4 separate regions of the Mus musculus genome follow, and regions 2, 3 and 4 are each linked to region 1. A link is a contact called in public HiChIP or PLAC-seq and promoter capture Hi-C data. All regions are on one chromosome and are shown on one strand. The core of a region is the stretch at or near the end of the contact, and the rest is flanking DNA. Distances in the headings are between cores, read along the strand shown.

Region 1 (4,046 bases), core at 1,080-3,579:
TCTGTGCCCGGCCCATCTGGCGCACTGCCTACATTCCTGGCTCCCACATTGGAGACCAAGAAGTTCATGAGTCTCAGGCTGATCACGGGGAAGGGCTGAGGGTCAGAGACCAGAATGGCTCTGGGGAGTAGGGGGCCTGGAAGGCTCAGCTGATGGGCAGCACCTGTGCCTCTTCCCTGGGGAGCTCCAGCTTGGGCCCTGTCACCCTGACTCACTTCTGCCCAGGTCCCCCCTAAGCAAACTTGCTAACTGCTTCCCCAAAGACCTTCTACACTGGGGCCGTTGCATGTGCTTCCTCTGTCTGGAATGTCTGGGACTGGGGGATGAATCATCACTCCTGCCCAGAGACACGTGTCAGCAACCAAAGAAGCCGTGGTGGCAGAGGTGGGAATTCTCACGGCTGGGTTCTGAAGACTAAGTAGGAGTTTGCCAAGAGGAAGAACTGGAATCCGTTTCCAATGGCTAAGCACATAGAGAGGAGGACATGCAGGGTGGGATGTGAGGTACCCAGCATGGCCCTCTGCAGCTCTGAGAGAGAGGAGACGCACTCACCTTCTGCAGAATAACCATGCTTCTACGTCAGCACACCTGCCGGAGTGACCAGACACAGCTCTGTGGGAAGAGACCATGGCACGCCCTGAGCCCAGGCAGCTTGGATCTGCAGGGCCACCTAGACTCCTCCCCAACCCCACCCCTACCCCTCCTCCCTCACGGAAATCTTTCTTGGTTTCCATCCTTCTGATTAAAGCTCAGTCTATGTGACCAGAGCCTCAGTTACCGTCACCACCTCCACTGCCCAAAGCTGCCCTCGTCATCCCAAAGGGCTTTGAAAGGAGTGTAGTCAGCCCTGTACCAGACATCAGCGTGAGGGGTGGGCTGTGCTGGGACAGGGACTAATGTCCTGAGGCTGCCCAAAGTTCAGAGAAGGACTATCTCTTACCCAAGGTCACACAGCAGGGCAGGGAAGACTTGGCACTAAGTAAGATTTGGACTCTGCTCCTGGTTCAGGACTGCTTTAGGAGTTTTAGGACACATGGCAGAATGATCTAACACCTGTTCGTGGCCCTCATCTCTTACCTCATCCAGCACAGAGCTGGACCCAGGAATAGGCTCGAGATGGATTTGCTGCCTCGAGTGTGGTCACCAGAAGCAGCCCCAGCCCATAGGTCTTGGTGTGAGGCCCCTCCATCCCTGCCTGGCCTGCCCCTCGAGTGAGCATTAAGTTTTCACAAGGGTCCATTCAGAGGCACTGGGACATCTGATCCTCTGCCCACGACACTGCCTGACACCTGAGCCCTGACCCCACGCCCTGGGTCTCTATGGGCATATGGTCCTTCGGGAGACCTACACCACGCTGGGGTCCTGGCAGGGGGATAATCCCAAAGGCAGCAGCAGTAGTTATGAGAGCTGGCGTCTGAAGAGGCTGCCTGGCCCCTGCCTCACTCATGCTGGTACAAGGCTGCAGGACAGACTGGGACTGTAGACTTGGAGGGTAGAGCTGAAGACCCATGGAAAAGCTCAGGTCTCTTCTACCCCATGCATGAGGCTCTACCTCTCCATCCCAGACTAGACTAGTGTGTAAGACTGTTGCTTTTCAAATTGAGAACAAAGAACCATAGTTTTTTGTTTTGTTTTGTTTTTTTCCCTAGACCCACAACTGATTTTACCTTGACCCCTGGGCAACCCCAGATGGTAACCTTCATGTTCTTGGGTCACGGATAGAGAATGTAAGGCACACAAAGAAGAAACAACGTGTGCAAGGAGAGATAGATTATCAGGGAGATGACCAAAAGACCAAGCAGAGAGAGGCATCCACACTTGCCCCCCCAGCCTCCACTCCCATCTTTCACCCCTGCCTCTGGATACCCCTGACCCAGCTCCAACCCGGAAACAACTCCACAGGCCCTGTGCTCTTCAGCTATTCCCTCATCTAGGGCATAAGCCTCCATGTGCACGGCTCGGGGCATTTTCTTTCCATGCCTATGGTGGCAAGGCCCCTGTAGGTTCAGGGGAGTCCAGTCCCAGGAACCTAAGGGCAGAGGCTCCAGAGGAGGCCCCAGCCTGTAACTCCTCCCCAGTCCAAAAGTTCCAGCCAGGGCAGCCCATCCTTACCTGGGTTTTATCCACACCCTCCGAGTCACCACCTCCCAGCCAGGAGCCAGGGGTCACAGGTCAGGAGGACTCTGGAAGCTGAGGCTGGAGCCTGCAAATTTTCAGCTCCAGCTTGAGCCTTGATCTGCTGCTGCTGTGGGCTTCCCTTGGGCTACTCTGTTTCTTGTCTCCCTGGGTCACTCTTTCTTTCTGTTCAGGGCAGCTGTCCAGCCTGCACTGCCACCCGCCCTCTCCCTCCAAAGCCTTCTCCCAGGAGGCGGAGCCCTGGGGGCCTCGAAGGTCTGGATGTGGTGACATCAGCATGAGGGGCGGGCTGTGCTGGGGCTGCTGACTAACGTCTAGAGGTTGCCCAAGGTGCTGTGTAAAGCTAACCAGCAGGGATGCAAGGCATAGAAGCTCCAGGGGGCACTGCTGGCCAGTGGGAACCTCGGGCCTGGGGCCAACCATCAGGACCTCAGGGTCTCTTGTCACATGTGTTACTACCTGCCATCTCTGCATGGTTAGGACACCTGATCACGTCCCATCTTCCTCATGATTTTGCTGGGTCTCAGTTCCCAGTAGCCTCCCCTGCTCACCCAGCTTCCCTCGTCAGGGCACTACTAGAGACCATATAAATGAGCAGGCTTGGCAATACCTGGAGCCTTGGCTGGACACAACATCCAAACCAGGACTCCCCAAGATGCACCCCACCCCCAGGCTCTACAACTGGCCCCCACAGCCTGTCCTAGGAGTCTTGAGTGTGCTGTTATCCAGACAGTTTGCAAAGCCACCTGAGTAGGAGCCACCTCACGCAGGACAGACTTACCCGGTGTGTGTGTGTGTGTGTGTGTGTGTGTGTGTGTGTGTGTGTGTGTGTGATTTAAATGTGTGATTTAAAAAAGGGAGTGGGTGGGAATGAACAGGACACAAATACTCATCATGGTAGATGAGGAAGGAGGCTGAAGGACTCCTCTTCCTCTTCCTCCTCCTCCTCCTCCTCCTCCTCCTCCTGAGACCTGGCCCCTTCTTCTGCCCACACTTGCCAGCTGGGACATCTACTCAGGAAAGCTGCTTTTCGGTGGGGGTGGGTGGGTTAAGGTGGGGAGGGGAATAGGGTGGGGTGGAATCTATAGTGGTATGGAGTGGGGAGAATCAATGGTGCAATGGTGCCACCTGCTGGGCACAGCCAACTGCTACAAGACTAAGGAAAAGCCGGTCAACTTCCTCATACCAGGGTGCCACAGTGAGACCAGGGTCCAAGGTTGACTTGCACCCAACGCAGCCTTCACCTACGAAACTGATACTTATGAGTCAGGTGAGTAGCATGAGCCTACACAGAGTGGGAGAGACACAGGTTGGAGCATCCAGAGCCCAATCGACAAGGCGGCAACTGGGGCAGGTGTGCTTCGTTGAGGCTGAGGTGCATGCTGGGAAGGCAGTGGGTGGGTGAGAAAGTGGTCTCAGAACCATAACGGAGACATTTCCTCAGCACCCAAACTCGGCTAAGCAGGTCACCCGATCGGAGAAACCTAGAAATCCATGCTTGTTTTCCCCAAAACAAACCACCTGAGATGGTGTGTGTCCTTACCACCTCATGCTCCACCGTACCTCTCCAGGTTCTGCCTGTTTTCTGCCCTATCCAGAAGGGGCACTGGTTTCTGGCACCTGAGCCTCTTAAGGGCACCACATCTGAACCACTGCAGAACTGGTCTTAGTTCATACAACCCTCGCCCCTTCAAATCCAATCTATCGTCGTATTCCATCATTTCGTTTTCCACAACCCGACCCAGCTTCTACCCGTGGCCCTGCCCATAAATTCCTAGCTCTAGCTACCGCACCTTCCCAGGATCTCTGCTCTGCCACCTCCGTCTGTGGCCTGCATGTAAGTCTCTCCTCTCCACTAGAACAGGGCACAGATCTTGAACTCAGAGACTAAGAGTCAGCTCCTAGGGACA
Region 2 (4,046 bases), core at 452-2,951, 720 kb before region 1:
TTTACTTAAAATATTTGGCTTAAAAGAGTCCTCTCAATGGGAGAAGACACCCTTGGTCCCCTAAAGGCTAGATGCCCCAGTGTAGGGGAATTAAAGGGCAGGGAGGTAGGAGTGGGTGGGTGGGTGGGTGGGGGCATACCCTCATAGAAGCAGGAGGAGGGGGGATAGGATAGGGAGCTTGGGGGGCAGATCGGGAAAGAAGATAACATTTGAAATGTAAATAAATAAAATATCCAATAGAAAAAGAAAAGTAAAGAAAAGAAAAGTAAAGTAAAGAGTCCTCTTGGTGGAGTGGAGGTAACTAGAGTGGTATAGGACTATATTCCCAGCACTGGGAGTGGGGGTGGGGTGGGGTGCAGGACACTTACCATTAGTTTGAAGCTATCTTGGACTAAGTAGCAAATTTCAGGTCAGTTAGTGCTACACAGAGATATGGAAAGACCCCACCCCAGCCTTTGTTAGGCAGAAGGTAGAGGTGAGCAGTGGAGGTGTGGAGTCTCACTCTCACGGCGGGGCACTAAAGGAGACTCTGGCCCTGGTTCTTATAAATTCCCTTCCTCCTTCCAAGAAAGGATAATTAGCTAGTGGGCTCTGATAATTACCTGATGAAAAACCTTGAGCAAATCTCAAAAAGAAATAAATAACTTCCAGTTCAGACCAGTGTTGGACAAAGATACAGGGAAAAGAAAACCATTTCAACTTGCTAATTACATGGTAAAGTTAGGTAGATTCCCAGACCGTATAAATAGTCTCCCTTTCTCTTACTCAACCCCGGTCTGCGCAAGCTGATGCAACTGTATTGCTTTTATGTATTGTCTGTCTGTTTCATCTATTTTAGGCAGGGACTTGTGTACCCAAGAATGACATACTGCTTGCCAACTGCTAGGATTACAGGCACCACTACGATTTTAAGAGAGATTTGCTCACATGCTCCATTGCTTTTATCTGTGTGTCTCACTGGATTTTCCTCAAAGAGTACAAGTATTGAGGAATATCCCCGCACTCGACTCTTAGCTGGTATTTAGTACTCCTGTCTTAGAAGCATATACATTTTCAGTATCAGGAAGGGCTTTCCAAAGGGAGATGTTCAAGTACGGAAAGTCCTTTATTTTAGGTGAGCGGAAAGAGACTAGGCAATCGCTTGATAGAACTTTAGGAATTCCTTCTTTCACTCCTTAATCCGTTGGGGAACACTTCTCTCAGCCACGTACATAGACCTGAAGGCCTAGGGGGAACCATTTTAGCAGACTATCGCCAGAACTGAATCTCAAGGTTAGGGTAAATGATTCGCTCCTGACCTCCGAATACCCTGGTGCTGACCTTACCTTCATTTTAGGCTTTGGGGGTGGGGGAAGTAACTGCAAACGAACTGCTGGAACCCCAGAAAGCTTGCTTTTATAGGCTTTAGATAAATGAACTAGCCATTATGACCACTTGTAGATGTTGATTTTTGGATGCTAAGATAATGTTTTCTGAAGAGCCATAGGCCTGGGGGCAAGTAAGTGAGAGACAATTTCGATTGTGGTAACTGGACTACATACATACATACATACATACATACATACATACATACCAATGTTTCCTAGCCTTTGCCCACTGTGGGTTATTTATTATAACCCCCCCCCACACACACACACACACACACACACACACTACAATGTCAGCGCAAGCCTTCACGCGTTGTGGGCCACTTAGAAGCCCGGAACCTCGCGTGCAGAGGTTGCTAAGGCTGAGCGCACAGGGAAGCTTTTGGGTGCTGCACCGCCGTACGCAATGCCCTTCAGCCTAGAGCGCGGAGGAGGACGGTAGCTCGGTCACGGCGTTTGGAGTCGTTGTTTTTCCTATAGTTGGAGTCGAGGTCAAACCTCTCGTGGAACCTGCCTCAAGATGATGAACGGCCGGCCGGGCCATGAGCCCTTAAAATTCTTGCCGGACGAGGCCCGGAGCCTGCCCCCGCCCAAGCTGAACGACCCGCGGCTTGTCTACATGGGCTTGTTGGGCTACTGCACGGGCCTGATGGACAACATGCTGCGGATGCGACCGGTGATGAGAGCAGGTGAGGGCTGCGGGCGATCCCGCTCGGACGAGGAGCTGCAGGGTTGCCCGCTGAGGTCATCTGTGCTCTACGAGGCCTTCCTGCCTAGCTGGGGGCGCCTGGCTCTCCCAGGGCGTGCATCCCCTCTCGGGTTCTCAGCGCCAAGAGTAGCCACATTGAAGAAAACCAAGTGCAGTGCAATGGGGACTTCTAAACCCCACGGTTAAGTCTGCGAAGGACTCAAGAAGGGCTCCTCACAGTTCGCGTTGTACTTCGTGCTAAACGGTTGCCCAGCCCATTTCTCTCAGACGTGAGAAAGTATTGTACTGACGAGAGCACGAGACCCAAGCAGAGTTAAAGCACCTTGCCCACGGTCTAGTTAAAGAGAGGAGCTTGTGTTGTGTTGGTGTGTGCTTAGAACCAGAGCTTCTCAGAGTTGGAGTGCATAGAAATAATATACAGTTAAAATATTGGTTTGATTCATAAGGTCTGGGGAGAGGACTAATGTGGACAAAACTCCAGACGCTACTACTGCCCTTATTCTGGAATAGGAGACTGTCAATAAACTAGCAAGCTGTATATTCTAGTTTGTCACTGGCTTCTGGTCACGATTGAGAATAGCTTAGCTTACACAATGTAGCTGTGCTAAGAACTGTAGAATTCCAAAGATACATGTAGAAGCAAACTAACTGTCTTTGTTATAGTTATTCTTTATATGGGGGGGGGGGTAGAGGGGAGATAACAACCTGAATTAGTTCTCTCTCCAATACCGTGTCAGCCCTGGGGATTGAACTCCCCAAGTCAGACTTGGTGGCAAATGTCTTTATCATGTCACTAGATGTGAACTTAACTTTGAATATCAAGCAAGAGTTAAAAGAACTTCGTATGTCTGGGGGTGGGGGTGGGGTGTGCAAGGCGTTCTGAAAGTGGGTGAATTTGATTACTTAGCTGCAAGATTACAGTGATAAGGCTGCAGAGGCTATCAGACGAGGGCAGTTTATTCTCTGGGTGGGGAAGACATGAAAACTTTTGAGAACTGAGGAAGTTCAGTGGTGAGGGTCAGTTTTGTCAGCAATCTAAACCATCAGTTGGCGCCAAGGACCACAGCACAAGAATGCTAATGAAATGGTTCCAGCCACTAGGACTCATCCCAGCTAATCGTCTGTGTTAGACATGAAGGTCAGCATCCATGACATCCTAGGGTCACTGGTCACTAGTCCTCAAATACTATTGGAAGCCAATATGTCTTGGAAATGCTCGTTCTCTCTCTCTCTGTCTCTCTGTGTGTGTGTGTGTGTGTGTGTGTGTGTGTGTGTGTGTGTACACTCACACACACGTGCACGTGTGTGTCTGATCATGCCTAAGCTTGTCGTTTGGGAACTACATGGTTTTATTTCATTGTTTCCTGCCTGTGTCACTCTGGCGAGTCATGTGTCAATCTGCCAGTCTCCTCATCTACCAAGTGAGAATCCTTGTGTATTCGTTGTGACGGTTCAGTGAGTTCTGTGGATTAGGTACACAACACACAAAAGGTGCTGAGTGAGGGGAACTGACTGGACTTCTCTGCCAGACCTTGGGGTTGTACATCCTGAGTATGGGAGAAGAACTGACCTTTAGAAGCCAGTCAGCCAGAAATACAAATCATTGTGTTGCTGGTCTTGGAGTGGTAGATGCATGCTTTGATAGAGATGGCATGATGGCACTTTGAGAGGGTGAAAGCGGTACAAATGTGAGGAAGAATGTTCTGCAGGTGGTACAGACAGGCTGCAATGTGGACTGTGCTATTTAGTACCGCCTTATTGCTTCCAGGGCCTGGAGAAGGGCATATGCTTTGTGCCAGGCATGGTGGTGCATGCCTTTAATCCCAGCACTAGGGAGGCAGAGGCAGGCAGATCTCTTTTCGTTTGTTTTGCCTGGTCTACAGTGTGAGTTCCAGGCCAGCCAGGTTATACAGTGAGTGAGACCCTTTCTCCACAAAAAAGAAGAGCGTGTGCTTTGGGGTGTGATGCTG
Region 3 (4,046 bases), core at 974-3,473, 700 kb before region 1:
CAATATCAGGTTGTCAGTCAGACTTGGTGACAGGTGCCTTTACCAGCCGAGCCATCTCACCCACCCCAGAGGTACAAATCTAGTCTCTCAGTCCTAGGCAAGGTGGTCTATAACTGATGCCAGTTTATAATAAAATGGGGCTGGCAGGTGGCCCATGGTCGTGACCAGCAGACGCTGTAATCTGATCTCTCCCAATCCCCGCCTAGGAGGGACCCATAGTCTAGGCCCTTCTCCGACAATGTGCTGCTCTATACCATGACCTGTTTGCTTGCTGTTTATTTTCATTTCACAATCACAGCCTCTATGCACGGGCACATGGGCTCAGGAATTCCCAAAAGACATGATTCCACACCCACATGTGACTGGAATAATTCAAATATCAAAATAGTTGCTGTTTGTCCTGTTGCAACCTAGAAACGGTGGAGCTCACCTACATGCCCCTATGTGATAACGTGCGATAACATGTGATAACGTGTGATAACATGAGATAACGTGCGATAACGTGTGAATACATGTGATAACGTGCGATTACATACCCTGTGTTGTTGAGAGGGCACGAGCACATACACACAGAATTCATAGTGCACATCTACACAAATACATCTCCCTTGGTAAGGTTCTTCACTTGCAAAACACAAGCAACAAACCTCATCTTTGGCAGTCAGGCACAGTGATATCTGCAATCCCAGAATTTGGGAGACATGCAGGAGCCTCCCGAGTTGGAGACCTACTTGGACAATTAGTGAGACTCCATTTCCAAAACATAAATAACCAAAATCTAAAAAAGCTCTCATCTTTGTAGGTTTATTCAGAACTTTTGCAGCAACTGAGGCAATGCTGGCATTTAGTGTGCAAAGGAGATCTATGGCAGCAGTGGCCTTAAGGTTTGGGAGTGGCGCATGCCCTGGAGTTAGAGTGTATGTATCTCAACTCTGGGGACAGCCCATGCTATAATCAGATTTTTTTTTTTAAGTTAACATAAAAGCTGGGCATGGTGTGCATGTCTTTAATGCTGGTACTCTGGAACCTGAGGCAGAAGAATCTCTACGTTTCCAGGTCAGGCAGGGCTTTATAGAGAGACCCTATTAAAAAATAAAAAGGAGAAAGGAAGCCGGGGAAGAGTAGCTATGACTGAGTCTGGGGTGGTGAGATAGCTCAGCAGGTGGAGTTCATCTTCCCGAGCCTGGAGATCTGCGCTTCATCCCTGGAACCCACATTAAAGCCAGAGGGAGAGAACTGACCCCACAGATCCATCCTCTGACCTCTGCAGACACCCCAGAGCACGCCATGTATGCCCCAAATGGCTCAGCAGATGAAGATGCCTGCCAGCAAGTCTGATGATCAGAGTTCAACCCCTCAGACCCATATGTTGTCTGTCCTCTGACCTCCACATACATGCACCCCCACTCCAAACACACACACACACACACACACACACACACACACACACACACACACACACACTCAGGAGGGATGTGTTCAGAGACTACAGTTCTGTCCTCTGTAGGAGGTCACGGTCATTTCTTCTCAATACTGGGTGAGAAGGCTGAGAAGTTAGGCTCAGTTCTGGGCCTTCCCAAGTGATAGTCCCAATACCCTGATGTGAGGGCTCACTTGGCCTCCTTCTACTAAGCTAAACCGCCATTTATCTCCTCCCTCAGAACACCCTTTATGGAGTATAACCCACTAGCACGGCCACCATTACCTTCAGAAGAGTCAAAGACCTACAGAACCTGCCCTGTCATTTCCTGGTATTTCCGCGTCACCTCCTGTGCTTTCCGGGTCAGGTGGGTAAGGATGTGATGGAGGCTGCAGAAGTGCAGGTGGAACTGGGCTTCTAGGTCCAGCTCCTCCGAGATCCTGTCTTCTTCGGCCTCCTCCGTTTCAGCAGCGTCGTTCTCAGCCTCGCTGGTTTCGTTGCCAGCCACCTTGGCCTGCCATTCCTCCCTTGGCAGCAGCCCGTGGTCCACTTCTACACAGATGCTCTTGAGCATGGTGAAGTAGGTATAGAGATCAGGGGCTCCGTCCTGGACCGAGCCCCCAGGCCCACTCAGCTGCACATCCCTCAGAAGGCTGGGGATCATCACCACCTGCTCCATGTTCCGCACCACCGCGGAGTACCGATCCATGACTGTCAGCAGGCAGTTCTTGGGATAGCGTTTCGTTAGCACTTGCATGGTTGCTTCCTTCCTCAGAGTCCGGCAGACTGCCCCAGCGCTATTTCTAGGCTTTTGAGCAGACAGCAAATTGACAGGATGCCAAAGCCCAACCATTGGAGCAACACAGCCCTGTTTTGAGCCAATCCCAGCGTTTGGTCCCCAGTGTCTGTATCAGGTGATCCATCTACCCAGGGACAAACCTGCCAGGCTTCTGCTTGTCATGACTGCTTCAGCAGGAGGCCAACTCTTCCTTCAGCAGCTCGCCCAGCCAGCTAGAGGAAAGCTGTGTCCCCTTGGCACCTAGTACACTTGACTGCAGGCAATCAATAGTTCTTTTAGGTTACCCGAAATCACATTACCTCGATGCTGCCTGCTTCCCTCCTAACGCACACAGCTCACTTCTTCAATCTGGGTACCTGGCTGTGAAATGAACAGAGGAACAGTATCCTGAACTGGAACAGCTCTGTACAGGACAAAGAGCCCCGAAGCCAGGGCTGGAAGTCCAGTCATAATGGGTATTGTCATGTTCAAGTCCCAACAGTCCTTTTTACAGGAGTACCTTTCCATCAAGCAATCTGAGAACAGAACTGTTGGCGGGACACAGTAGCCTAGGATAACCTATAACAGCCAGTAAAGACTTGGCATCAAATTGTTTCCTAAATTAAATTGGAAAAGAGCATTCAAAATGGACTATTCAAAATCGATATGTTAAAGAATCTTCCAGCTGTGATGCCAACACACTCAGGAGGCTGAGGCAGTGGGACTACCACCATTTGGAGGCCAACCTGGTCTTCATAATGAGTTCCAAGCCAGCCTAGGTTACAAAGTAAAATGTCTCAGAGAAAACCAAAACTAAAACCAAAATCAATTAAGGCGCCAGAAGATGTAGCTCAGTGGTGGGTGGGATTCACAACATGTAAGGGGCTCTGTACTTGATCTCATCAAAATAAATAGATAAATAAATAAATAAATAAATAAATAAATAAATAAGGTTTTTGGCTGGTTGTTTTTTTAAATATCTTATTTTATATATGTGAATGTTTTGCCTGTCTGTATGTCTGTGCACCTCGTGTGCCTGGTGCCTGCAGAGATCAGGAAAGGGGAAGGGAGTTTACAGATGTTTCAAGATACCATGTGGGTGCAGGTCCTATGAGAGAGCAAAAAGTGCCCTTTTAATTGGTGTTCTATTGATCCATTGCTAGCCCTGTATCATGGTTTCTTACATTTTCTGGGGAGAGATTCTTCCAGGGCTGACTCTGCGCAGTGCATCCAGCCCAAGGCCATGAGGCAGGAGGATGCCACTCACAAACCGAGAGGTTTGGAAATCTCCAGAGGAAGTCCTTTCCAGCCCTGGTTATGTAACTCCCTTTGAATCCACACTCAAGCCCCTAAGGGCATTACTCTCTGCCTTAGTGCCCAAGCCTAGGGCCACCAAGTGAGAACTGGCAAACAAAGTGTTCTGCTGCGGTCAGGTCTGGGAGGGCTGACTCCAGCGTGCCATGGACAATAGCCAGAAAGGCCCCGGAGCCTCTGCAACAGCTGCCTGCTGCCTCTGACCCAGAGGCCAGGTCACTCCTGGGCCTCTTCTGCTGCAGTCAGAAAACTCAGGGGCTGTCATATGTTAAGGCCTCTGCACATTAGATCCAAGGGCGGGGGCTCCCCAAGTACCCGTCCCTTCTGGCTTACAGGCTTGCTGTTGTTGCTGTTGTTGCTGCTGTTTGAGTTTTTGTTTGGTCTGGCTTTTTGAGCACTGCTGTCCCGTAACTTGCTCTGGAGACCAGGCTGGCCTTGACCACAGAGATCTACTTCCCTCTGCCTCCTGAGAGGTGGGAGTAAAGGTGTGCCCACCACTGCCCAGTGTGCTGAACACATGGGAGCCATAACTAA
Region 4 (4,046 bases), core at 559-3,058, 670 kb before region 1:
TATCTATCTATCTATCTATCTATCTATCTATCTATCTATCTATCTATCTGCTGCTTTCTTAAGTCCCTTCTCTTTGTTGTCTGTTCTCATGAGAGTTGGGCATATTCTATCTCTGACTCATTCTGTCAAATCTTTTTCTGATTTGTCACTTTGTCTGCCCCTAATTAGTCACATCCAAACATGGCTACTTCCTTCTACGAACTAACTTTACCTTCATTGTTTGGAATTCAAGGTGTGTACTAAGGTCATGTCTGTATTCCAGCCAGAGACGGTAAAGGCGTACTATTCCAGCTGGATCCCACAGGCCTAGAATGTCTTTGGATGAGATCCCTTTACCAGAGTAGCCATGTTGCTGGATTAAAATTCCTCTACACACCCCAGGACCACCTGCCCAGGGATGGTACAGCCCATAGTGGGCTGAGTTCTTCCACATCACTCATCAATAAAGAAAATCCCAGCAGGGCAGTGGTGTCGCACGCCTTTAATCCTAGCACTTGGGAGGCAGAGGCAGGCGGATTTCTGAGTTCAAGGCCAGCCTGGTCTACAGAGTGAATTCCCAGACAGCCAGGGCTACACAGAGAATGCCGATAAATGCAGATACAAACTTGCACGAGGATGGTTTGCTATACTCGTTATGGTTTTCACCAGCAGATCCCCACTACATGACTGCTGTAATACTATTCTATTTTTCTTTTTATTATTTTTAACTGTGCGTGTTTATGGAGCAGCATGTATATGTGTATGTACATGTGCATGTGTATGTATGTGTGTAGAGGCTAGAAGACAACTCAGGTGTCATCCTGTCTGTCTTTACACAGGGTCTCTTCTTGGTCTGGAGTTCATCAATTAGACTAGACTGGCAGGCAGGCAGGCCCCAGGGATCCTTCTGTATCTATTTCCCCAGCTCTGGGATTACAAATTGTACCACTATACTGAGTTGTTGATTTTGGCTTTTGCTGTCTTGTATTGTCTTGTTTGTTTATTGTTTGCTTGTTTGGTTTTGTTTTGTTTCTGTTTTTCTTTTGAGATAGGATCTGGCTGGCCTGGAACTCGTTATGCAGAATAGGCTGGCTTCTGTCTCATAGGGATCCCCTGCCTCTACCTCCTTGGTGTTGGGATTAAAGGCATGCACCACCACACTCAGCCATAGTGAGTATTTTTAATGGCTCTACTGAGACACCTCTCCAGGCTTACTTTTTTCTTGTCTCTTTCTTCTCGTGTTGTTGGGAACAAGCAAAAGAAATTTATTTTAAGTACTACCATTTCACTTTCAGACTCTTTTAATCAAAGGGAGAAAAATAAATTCAAGGTCCCAGGCCTTAGGGCAGCTGGGGACTTCCCAATGGCTGAACATCTTCTGTTATACACAGTTGTCTGAGTCCACACATCTCAGGGACAACCTGTCCATCTTGCTGGCAGGTCAAACAAGTTCATGCTCCCAGGCCTAGGAATGAACACCTATCCCACTTCTGTTTTCTCAATTGTCTATTACCTGGTAAAGAATACAGAAAGTGCATACATTCTATAACTGCATAAACAATTGCCTGTTCTGCCCTAATTGACTACGTGCAGCCAAGCAGCTCCTTTTCCCTTATCAGTCTGGGCTCCGGACCTAATGTTTAGGAGAGTGAATCAAGGACCTTGAAGCCAGGTGCTTGGATGCAGCCCAGTCTCTGATGGCTACTCCCTTGTTTAACCCACAATGTCACACACAACTAGATAACACTGCACCCCCCCCCAGCCCCCATTTGCTTTGTGTTCCCATCCTTTAAAGATGGTGTACAATCCCTCTTCTCAGACATGTTTCAGATCCAGAACTGGCCACCTCCTTGAGTGCTCAGAAAACAAAGCTTTCATTTTTAAGCTTCCATATCTGAAATGAGTTTTCTCAACTTTTACCCTGAACCCAACAGTGTATCCCAAGCTGGCCTAAAATTTGCTATGTAGCCAAGAATAAGGATGATGTTGAACTCTGACTATCTTCTCTTCCTGCCTCTACCTCCCAAGTGCTGGAATTACAGGTATGTGTGCATGTGGGGTGTGCATGTGCCTGTGGGTGGGTGGATGGGGCTAAAAGAGGGCATCAGCTTCCCTGGAGCTGGAGTTAGCAGGTAGTTGTGAAGATCCTGATGTGAGCGCTGGGAACCAGACTCTCCTCCTCTGAAAGAGCAGCAAGCACTCTTAACTGCTGAGCCATATCTCCAGCCCCCATCTCTCTTTTTAACACATAACATTGCATGGCACAGACAGACTGTGATTTAGTCAACTGTTAACTATCTAATTTTGCTAACACAAACAGATCAGTGGCAAATACATTCACCCACATACCCTTCAGAACGGTGCTTTTTGTTATCTCTGTCGGATGGAGTCCCAAAAGTAGGGTTCTTTCCCCCACCCCTTTGGTAGAGATGGCCAATTAATGTCTAAAGGTCACAGCAGTTCATATTCCAATCAGCAAGGTTTGAGCACCTGTTTTCCTTCATCCCCACAAGTTCAGGCATTTTGTTCTTCTATTTTCCAATTTTCTTGCCTAAGAATAGTATACATATACACCGTTGCTCCTTCAAGGGCGTTTCCTGAGTTCCTTCTCAACTGCACTTATGATTTATTTCGGCTACTTGAGCTTTTCATTTTTGTGGGTCTATTTGACTTTTAAAAATCTCCGTGGTCTTTTTAAAAATTCGTACGTCCTTGTTCTTTACTCATGTCTAAGTCACTCTTTGGTTTTTGTTTTGTAGCTGTGTGGATGGGACTCCGGGCCTGGTGCACGCTAGGCAAGCGCTCCACCACTTAGCCGTGCCTGCAGCCCAGTGTGCTCAGGTTTTAGATGCTTGCTTTTATTTGTTTAATGACATTAAGTAAGCTCCCACTGTATCCCAACAGTCTCAGCACTAAGGGGCCCCCACAGGTTTCTGTTGACTTTTCCCCCTCTGCCTTGTTTCCTTTTGTGCTTTGTGGTTTTGAGCTGTGGGTTTGTTTGATGAACTGCTTGCTATCTGTGTACATTCTTTGAAACTTGGTTTAATTATACTTCCATTCAGGGAAGGTTTTGTTGTCCCCTTCTTTCCTTCCTTTCCTCTTTCCTAGTGGGGTGCCTGTATGTGTGTGTTTTGCTGGGGGTCAAACCCAGATGTCATACATCCTAAGGGAGTGTGCTACCACTGAGCTATAGCTCTGCTTCAGTTTTTATTTTTCTTTGCCAAGTATTAATTTGACTACCTAGTCAGTTTCATTTTTGTTAAATTTCTGGTGGTCGTCCCTGCTGCTGACCACACTGAGCCATAGATCCATCGGGGTTCTCCCCTGTAGCGTAAGTATTTTTAAAGAAGTCTTTTCTAGCACAGAACTAAGGAATAAAACAGACAAGTTTCACAACATCTATCTTTGAGTGGCAGATGGTTTTCTTCCAATTTACTATTTTATAGTCTCTGGTCTGACATCCTACCCTCAGAGAGCCCCAGGATTCGTCTCCTAGTTCCCCGTTTCTGAGAAATTACAGGTTACTTGAAGTTGATGGCTGCCCAAAGAACCAATGGGGTCCGTGCTGGATGTCTCAGAACATGTCCTTAAGTCTTTAATCCAGCTAAATGAGCACTAACTAGAAGAGTTTTACCAAAGAGGCCAAGTGGGAGGTACAGACTTAGAGTTCCTCAGGGGCGGGGTGTCAGGAACCTCTCCGGCTGGTAAGTTATCTACACGTGGCAGGACTGTTCCCTGCCCATAAGTTATCCACTCAAGACAGCGTTGTGTACCCAACGAGAGCTGAGAGCCGTCTTTTCCTGCCAGGATGAGCCTGCCCGCAAACCAGATCAAGGAGCCCGGCAAGCAGTCTCAGCCCGCAAAATCGCTCAAGGAACCCAGTCAGGAGGCTCTGCCTGTAAACCTACTCAAGGAGTCCAGCCAGGAGTCCCGGATCCTGTGCCCTGACCCGGCCATCGTAAGTGCACCCCTGCGTGGCCGCTGCTCTGGTTGTCCTGAACACCCCACCTCCAACCCCTGCCGGCGCTTTCCTAGCTCCATTCCATTATCTGCCCCCTATCCTCTAT

The links. Promoter capture Hi-C pulls out the DNA fragments that hold promoters and counts their contacts. HiChIP or PLAC-seq counts read pairs in DNA pulled down with a chosen protein or histone mark.
Region 2: a contact with region 1 is called in an H3K4me3 HiChIP or PLAC-seq map of embryonic stem cells, with 4 times the contacts expected there. The contact joins the promoter of Ndufc2 here to the promoter of Myo7a in region 1. A contact is called at or near these places in 4 of 39 promoter capture datasets (the C10 cell line, embryonic stem cells, hippocampal neurons and 1 more) and 2 of 115 datasets of contacts at active chromatin or transcription factors (bone marrow-derived macrophages and embryonic stem cells).
Region 3: a promoter capture Hi-C map of pre-B cells shows a contact between it and region 1, with 8 times the contacts expected there. The contact joins the promoter of Thrsp here to the promoter of Myo7a in region 1. A contact is called at or near these places in 14 of 39 promoter capture datasets (the 3T3-L1 cell line, the HPC-7 cell line, HPC-7-derived erythroid cells and 8 more), 1 of 15 datasets of contacts at CTCF or cohesin (large pre-B cells), 22 of 484 Hi-C or Micro-C datasets (B cells, the Ba/F3 cell line, CD4 T cells and 11 more), 4 of 115 datasets of contacts at active chromatin or transcription factors (embryonic basal ganglia and embryonic stem cells) and 1 of 9 other capture datasets (embryonic stem cells).
Region 4: a contact with region 1 is called in a promoter capture Hi-C map of embryonic stem cells. The contact joins the promoter of Kctd14 here to the promoter of Myo7a in region 1. A contact is called at or near these places in 2 of 39 promoter capture datasets (embryonic stem cells and hippocampal neurons), 2 of 484 Hi-C or Micro-C datasets (the N1E-115 cell line and Sertoli cells) and 1 of 115 datasets of contacts at active chromatin or transcription factors (pancreatic cancer cells).

What each region holds. Positions count from the first base shown.
Region 1 is chr7:98,117,164-98,121,209 of GRCm38.p6, forward strand. Myo7a (myosin VIIA) reads right to left here and starts at 2,330. Exons shown (of 49, transcript NM_008663.2): 1 at 2,113-2,330; 2 at 553-612. The coding sequence starts at 570.
Region 2 is chr7:97,398,302-97,402,347 of GRCm38.p6, forward strand. It overlaps Ndufc2 (NADH:ubiquinone oxidoreductase subunit C2), which reads left to right and starts at 1,702. Exons shown (of 3, transcript NM_024220.2): 1 at 1,702-2,056. The coding sequence starts at 1,888.
Region 3 is chr7:97,415,327-97,419,372 of GRCm38.p6, forward strand. It overlaps Thrsp (thyroid hormone responsive), which reads right to left and starts at 2,224. Exons shown (of 2, transcript NM_009381.3): 1 at 1,706-2,224. The coding sequence starts at 2,177. The coding sequence ends at 1,725. It overlaps Gm32945 (a long non-coding RNA gene), which reads left to right and starts at 3,327. Exons shown (of 3, transcript XR_378347.2): 1 at 3,327-3,985.
Region 4 is chr7:97,449,526-97,453,571 of GRCm38.p6, forward strand. Kctd14 (potassium channel tetramerisation domain containing 14) reads left to right here and starts at 1,809. Exons shown (of 3, transcript NM_001136235.1): 1 at 1,809-2,021; 2 at 3,787-3,937. The coding sequence starts at 1,960.